Regions from separate parts of the Canis lupus genome. Here region 1 is linked to region 2. Evidence: chromatin contacts called from public Hi-C data. All regions are on one chromosome and are shown on one strand. The core of a region is the stretch at or near the end of the contact, and the rest is flanking DNA. Distances in the headings are between cores, read along the strand shown. Region 1 holds the start of OXA1L (mitochondrial inner membrane protein OXA1L). Region 2 has its middle 28 kb from the start of DAD1.

The links. Hi-C and Micro-C count contacts between places; a contact is called where the count stands out from the background.
Region 1: a Hi-C map of blood shows a contact between it and region 2, with 2.2 times the contacts expected there. The contact joins the promoter of OXA1L here to the enhancer-like site in region 2. A contact is called at or near these places in 2 of 9 Hi-C or Micro-C datasets (both in blood).

The regions. Positions count from the first base shown.
Region 1 is chr8:3,229,953-3,233,776 of UU_Cfam_GSD_1.0, reverse strand. OXA1L (mitochondrial inner membrane protein OXA1L) reads right to left here and starts at 2,172. Exons shown (of 10, transcript XM_038544155.1): 1 at 2,016-2,172; 2 at 1,408-1,566; 3 at 492-705. The coding sequence starts at 2,078.
Region 2 is chr8:3,078,415-3,082,090 of UU_Cfam_GSD_1.0, reverse strand. No RefSeq gene overlaps it. Among named protein-coding and RNA genes, the nearest start is that of DAD1, 28 kb to the left of the region's middle. Within about 2 kb of position 2,275, at least 13 of the 20 cell types and tissues checked have an H3K27ac peak or open chromatin away from gene starts, as enhancers often do. A contact at or near this core is called in blood, where this site is marked.

The sequences.
Region 1 (3,824 bases), core at 923-3,422, 150 kb before region 2:
TACAGTACTGTACATGTATTTTCTCTTATAATTTTTTTTTTAATTTTTTTTTTATTTATTTATGATAGGCACACAGTGAGAGAGAGAGAGGCAGAGACACAGGCAGAGGGAGAAGCAGGCTCCATGCACCGGGAGCCTGATGTGGGATTCGATCCCGGGTCTCCAGGATCGCGCCCTGGGCCAAAGGCAGGCACCAAACCGCTGCGCCACCCAGGGATCCCCTTTCTCTTATAATTTTAACATTTTCTTTTCTCTAGCTTACTTAATTGTAACAATATAGAATACATGTAACATACAAAACATGTATTGACTGTTTAAGTTACTGAAGAGTTAAAAGTTATAAATGGATTTTCAGTGTTGGTGCCCCTAACCCCCAGGTGGTTCAAGAGTCAACTGCATTCCCTCCATCCACTTACAGAACGGGCTAGCTTTAAAGTTCTACCCCTAGTTTTCCATTTCCTCTACCCTTGATCAGGATGTGTTCCCCTTACATGCAGCGATGGCCCCCCACCAAGGTAGGCCTAGATTAACATGCATAAATTCCAGTAAGTTCTGAATCAGTCCCACTGGGGTGTATGACCCCAGCCCCAGTTCCGCGAAGCTCTGTTCGGCAGCAGCTTGGACTACATCTGCGGTCTCTCCAGAAGCCACCTCTGTTACTGCTGTGGGTGAGGGAGTTGCAGGAATGACAGGAGGGGCCTGAACCTGTGCAAAAGGAAGTCATGTGTAATACTCAGTTGGGGGGACATAGAGAAATCACACATCCCCTAAGATAATAACTAGTATCAGGTTGTTCTACTGACTTTCTACTTCTTGTTCTCCCAGTTAGCCTACAGTGTACAGAGAATTGAAAGCTTGAAAAGGACATTTTATTTTTTCCTCTAGGCAGGAAGATATGTTACTTAGAGTAAGATTTCATGACTTCCGTTCCTAATAGTAAGTTATTTCTTCTATCCGCGTTTTCCAAACTTCAGTCATTTGAGTATCACTGGCACGACTTTGCAGATACTGAAACTATCATAATTTTTATTTAAAACAATTCAGTTTTTAAAACCCAAATATTTACTTGGCCTCACCATTAGAAATATTAATATTCACGAAGTCACTGATATGCAAGTTACAACTTTTCTAATACACACGCACACCTGGAATCACCTCTCCTACACCGTCACTGGCTTGCCACCACGATGGCAAACAATGCTTTGAATATAACGTAAATCTCTCCTGCTGTAGTTTCGATCATTTTCCCACTGACTTGAAAATCTATCCGAAGCAGAGGTGCTACCATTCCGGGGAGCCGTATGAGGTGTGGCCAAGAACTCTGTGCCACATTCCCTAGTTATAGTTAACAGAAAATAAAATCAACAAACGCCATTCCTAACGTCGCAGGGGCGGTTCGCCTCTTACCTGGGCTTCTGCGAACAAGATCACAGAGGTACTGAGGCCCCGGAGGCCAGGAGCCGCGAGGACATAGTGCGGGCGATCGCGGCACCGGCCCGCCGCCAAGAGGAGCCCCGCGGTCGGCGGTTTTCGCGGCCAGGGCAAGGGCCCTACGACGCTGTGGAACTGAGAGGATGAAAGAAGGATGGAGCCCTTTCATCGGGGACAGACGTCGCTCATCATGCTCACTCGCCGCCACGAAGCAGGCAGCCCGCTAGCACAGGTGAAGGGATTCTACTCTCCGCGCGCAGACGGCTGGCCCGGAGGCACGCAATAGGGAGTCGTGGCTCTCGGTTACCGCAGGCCCACCCCGGAGCACAGAGGACGGAGGTCGAGGCTCAAGTTTCCGCGGCAGGGGCGATACGGGACCCACCAACAGGCAACAATACGCGACCCCTGAACGCTCAGGGTCGGGGACGGAACCCTCCCGCGTCCTCAGGCAAGTCGAGGTCAAGAGAGGCAGGTCCCGGCGAGCAGGTCAGCGCCTGCTCATGCTGTTCGTGGCACGGGCTGTCTCGGGCTCGGGCCATGGGGATAGGGCCGCATCCTGGCGCTTAGCCCTGGGGGTTCCTTACCTGACGCCGTGGCTGTAACAGGCGCAGAAGTCCCCGCCGTCCGCACATGAAGCCCAGCGCCATCTTGCCGTGAAGGGGACTTGCGCTCGCGCCTGCGCACTCATAACTTTAACCTCGCGGAAAGAGGCCCTTTTGGAAATGGGCCTGAAGCCAGAGCTGCTGCCGCGGTCAGGTGGTCAAGGAGACTGGAGCTTGGCGGCCATATTTGAAGTGGGTAAGAAGACGCTAAGGGCCCTATTAACAAGATCTCGCAGTGTTTTCTGGAGCTAGGGACTTCGTCGTGTAGTAACTGCAAAAACCTGGGGAATTTTGCTATCTTCTGCAAATCCGTGATTCTCCTCAGACTTGTTGAGTTAAAGAATAAGTTCCGAACGGGCTTGACTGGGCTTGGCGTGAATTTTTCCTGTCTAGCGATGTTCTATTCTTACTGCTAGATAATATTGTAATTGTAAATTAAGTGAAATGTGGGGGTAGTCTGGCGTCTGATAGAAATTGAGGGAAGGCAGTTTATAGGAAATATTTTCCTCCCAGATAAAACGACAAAGCTTGAAGAGGGGACCCCACCTTTCAGCTTTCCCGTCCTTAAGTGGGGTTGTGTGAGTATCATCTTGTGACCAGGTGGGAACAAATCTAAAGATGAAAAGCTAACATGTTGAAGATGGTATGGAAAAGACATCAATACTTGCTGATGTCCTTCAGGTATTGCACCAACCTTGGTACTACCTGTATCTAGACTTTGTTGTGTAAGATAATTAAAGATCTTTATTGTCCAGACTCCAGGTTTCTCTTGCTTTGTTGTTTGCTTCTTGAAGCTGAAAGCGTTTGCAAAGATAGAAGAGGTGAAATTCTCTCTTGACGAAAAAAAAGTTCTGCTTGGAAAGCTGGGGGTTGGTTATATTTGAACTCCTATAAAGCCTTTTAAATTAGGGTGCTACCCTCCCCCCACCCCCGAGTCCTTTTTGAATAATGTGTAGTTTGGAAAGATACAATAGCCTGAAATTATTTCAGTCGCTATTTGGGTATGATTATGAATGTGATAGAAACTTCCTTTATCTCTATCCTCTAAGGTATGTTAGTAATCATCCCCCAAGCATATGGCCCACTGAGATACATCTAAAGGATCTCATGACTAAAGTTTTATTAGATAGTGATAAATAACCTCATCCCAACAATAGCTAGCTCTCTTGAGGTCCTGGAAATCTTGCTTCCAAAATTCCTCAGAGACTTAACACTATCCCTAATACCCTCCCAACTTGAAACTATATAATGAGCCACTCCTGATGACCCCAGGGCAGCTTTTTCTGCCCACAGGTCCCGTTGCTGTGCTTTAATAAAACCACGTTTTTGCACCAAAGACGGCTCAAGAATTCTTTCTTGGTGGTCAGCTTTGAACTCTAACATCTTTCCTACATCAAATGTACCTGACAGAAGTGGTAAAGATGGGCAAAAAATATAACCCAGATTTAGTAATAATAGGGGTTATGACCAATCACATATATTGGGTACTATTGTAAATAAGATTTTAAAGTTTGCTTTAAATAATTAATATAGTAAGAGGTAATGACAAATATATAATTATAGGACACTTGGGGGGGGGGGGGACCCGAACTTACTTTGGTGGCTCTAAATGAACTAGTATTTATATCCTATATAGTCTTATACAGCCACTATAGAAAACAGTAATGGAAGTTTCTCAAAAAAATTAAAAATAGAACTACCATATGATCTAGCAATTCCATGTCTGGGACTATATCCAAAAGAAACAAAAACACTACATCAAAGATAGCTCTGAACCTTTATGTTCACAGT
Region 2 (3,676 bases), core at 1,026-3,525:
CGATCAAGGCTGGAAGCATGAAGTGGAGACCAGTTGCTCACCACTCTCTAAACGTCATTCCTTCATGTACTTACATTCTCTTTTTTTTTTTTTTTTTTTTATTTTTTTTTTTTACTTACTTACATTCTCTTAAGTCTTGCCAGCCTTGTCTTACATTTATATGCTCTTCCTCTAATATTTTCATTTCTCCTCCTTGGCCGAATTGTAATTGGGTAGTACAGGGAAAGGGTAGACAGGCAGTCTTTGCCTCAGTGAGATTTTTGAAAGGTTTTGAACATGGTCGGGGGGTCCCTGCCGCATGGGTCCTACTGCCTCTGGAATGGAAACATGTTCCCATTTCCAGAGCGAACAGGAAGACGGGGCTCTTCCCAAAGGTGCGAAAAGCCCCCTGGAGCCACTTGGGGTATTCTGGCCTTTGGGAAGATGGACGCCCAGAGAAGCTGCCCACTGGAGGGTGCTGCAGAGGTCTGCCTTATGCTTTCAGGCCTGTGTCCTCTGGGGCCTCCAGGGACCTTTCTGTGGGCAGAGAGGCTCCACAGGGTGAGAGGGGACATCAGAATCAAAAGTGTTTGGGGGTAGGGGATCAGGGAGCCCTAGAGTGCCCTGGGGCCAGGAATGGTGGCTTTTGTCAGAAACTGGGTCACAGCCTTGCCATTATGTCTGGCAGGCTCTCCATCAAGTTCTCTTGGAAGCTGGGAGCCATGGAGGGAGCAGGAAAACGTGCCTGCTGGTGTAGTGAGAGGCTCCCGTGCCATGGTGAAGGGAGAGGGGTCATCTGCTATGGGAAACAGCACATGTGAGTGGGGCCTGGGAGCCTGCTGGCCAGGGGCTGGCCTCGGTCAGTGTGCTGGGCCAGCCTGACAATCAGCATGTGGGGTCACAGTCCCTTTTCCCAGCTGTTGCCATGGACATGGGTGGGCGTTTACTAAGCTTGTACACCCTTATCCCTTCGACAGCAGTGAGAAGTGGGCAGCTACTTTATAGTTTATTCACATGATTGGTGAAAACCTGGGACTCAGATGTTGAAGGCTAGTGAGGGGCGGCAAAGCTTACAGATGACCACGGGTTATCCTGACTCCCCAAAATCTGATAACAGAAACCTCCGTCATGCAAGTACAGTAACTGACACGTCTCTTTCATGCCCACATACTCATTGGACTCACTGGACTGTTAGCTCCTTGAGGACAGACACTGTATTTTTAAAAAAATATTTTATTTATTTATTCATGAGAGACAGAGAGAGAGAGGCAGAGACATAGGCAGAGGGAGAAGCAGGCTCCCTATGGGAAGCCCGATGTGGGACTCGATCCCAGGACCCTGACACCATGACCTGAGTCTGAGGCAGACCCTCAACCGCTGAGCCACCCAGGCACCCGGAAAACAGTTTCCGGGTTTAATGGGGACAGTACTTACATTGAGATATAGTTTACATGCACTAAAATGCACAAGTCTCTGGTGTACACTTTGAGACATTTTGACATGTGTATACACCCAAGTCACCATCACTCAGATCGCGGTACAGGTAATTGCTGCCACCCTGAAAGTCCCTCATGCCCTTTCCCAGTCGATCCTTTTACCCCAAGGGCATCCACTATTCTCATTTCTACAGCGGTGATTAGTTTTGCCTATTCTTGAACGTCAGAGTTGTACAGAGATAACCCCTGGAGCCTGGCACCGGTCTGGCAGGTGGCAGGAGTGCAACGTGAAAGGAAGCCCTGGTTCCGAAACTGCCCTGCGAGAGAGCACTGATCTCACGGGAAGCTGAGGCTGTGGGCGGACGCAAGGCCGGGGCAGCGCGGACCGGGCCCAGGTCCCCGCTCCGGGCGCGGGCGCTCCTCGGGCTCCCCGCAGCGCCGCCCTCTGGCGCCTGCTGACCCGCCCGGTGGTGCCCCCTGCCGGCCGCCGGCCTCACCCGGACCCACGTCCCCGGCGGGAGGGGCGAGGCTCCCCCACTCCCCGGAGCCCCGAGCGGCCACCGGCAAAGGGCAGGGCCTCCGTTCGCGGAAGGACAGTCACCTGCCCTTTTATTTTCCTCCGAAGGAGATTTTCCTAAGTTTTGGGGGCTTTCCTTCCCCCAGAATAGGGACGAAGGGCAGGCGGCCTTTTCGGTGGAGCGCTGCTGCCCCCAGCTGGCCGCGGGGGACACCGCCGCCGGGGGCGCCGTCCGAGCCCCGCGCGTCTGGCGTCTGGGCTCCGGGGCTCCTTCCCCGCGTCCTGAGCCCCGGGTCTTCGCCGGGCAGGCGTCTGCGAGGGCCACCACCCGGCCCCGGAGCCCCGGCCCGGAGTGAGGCCCTTCCCCGGAGAGCCCGCCCGCCCCAGCTGTGTGTGGGGGGCGGCCGGGCCGGACGGAAGCTTGCAGGGCCTGCCCAGTGTAAGCAAATGCTTCCTCGGGTGTGGTCAAGTCAAGGTCTGACCTCAGGGCTCGGCGCAGGGGAGGGCAGAGGCGGCGGGAGCGCTGCGGTGGGTGGCGGCTGCCCCTCCCAGCGCTCCTCTTCCCGGCGCACCTGCGGTCGGTGGCGGCCGGTGGCGGCCGGTGGCGGTCTAACGGCCCAGCCAGCCTGGCCCAGACACGTGGCCCCGGGCGATGCTATCTCTCACTCAGTATTTTTAACTCCTCTTTGCAGAGGATGTGGCTTCTGCGGGAGAGCTTCAAAGGTGCCCCGTTTGCCCCTCTCGGCGACCATGACGTCATGGAAGCGGGGAGGGGAGGCCCTCGGCCCCCAAACACCTGGTGGGAAGTGGGAGAGTTTTTCCACTTCCTGTCCTACTTCTGGCTACTGACTCAGTGTCTGACCTGTTTATTAATTTCAAAGTATAGCTCTCCGGTGTGGGACTCAGAGGAAACCCAAGGCATGTGTGTGTCTGGGTGTCTGGGGCTGGAAACCAGATGGCCTTACACGAGGTCCTGCCGGGCGGGTGACAGCACTGGGCTCCTGGCTTGCCCCCTGCACGTCAGGAGTTCTCTGTCCCACACAGCGCTCCAGGAAATAGGCCAGAGAAGGGCTTTTAAGATAGGACTCGTGGGCAGAGTGAGGTAGAACCGTAATGCGACCTCTGGCCCCTGACCTTGGACTGGTTGTGCAGTGACCTCAGTTCTGACTCCCTGGCACCCAGAGTTCCATCCTCCAGACTCTATTGGATGATTACCCCCCTGGGGGTTTCACTGGCCAATGGGCCATCGCTCAGGTTTTGCTTTTCCTGGTAGTTCTTGACAGGTTATTCTGAGCTCTTGGCAAAACTGAAATAGTGGCTCACCCAGCTGACTCCTCTATTAATCTCCGTCTTCCTTTCTCTTACGCTCCTTCCGCAGCCCCCACCGACTTGGCTGCCTTCCCAGTGCCTAATGGCACTAAGTATTTATTTGTTCATTTGCTACTTAAGTGTATATTAAGCATCTGTTGTGTGCCAGCCACTGTGCTAGGTGTTGCAGACACACTGAATGAGCAAGATACATTTCTCATCCTGAGGAGTGGGTAGTTGAGTGGACTTTCTTGCCAAGATATCACCTGATAAGTAAGGTGATATTGTTAAAACTTTACATGTGACCCAGGGAGTTGGATTTTAATGGGTAAACCAAGAAGATAAATAATCCTTAAAAACTCAGATGGCTGCCTCTCCAACGGTGGGTCATGGCAGAGGGGGTCACTTGGTGGGAGCTGAAGACCCCACCACACTT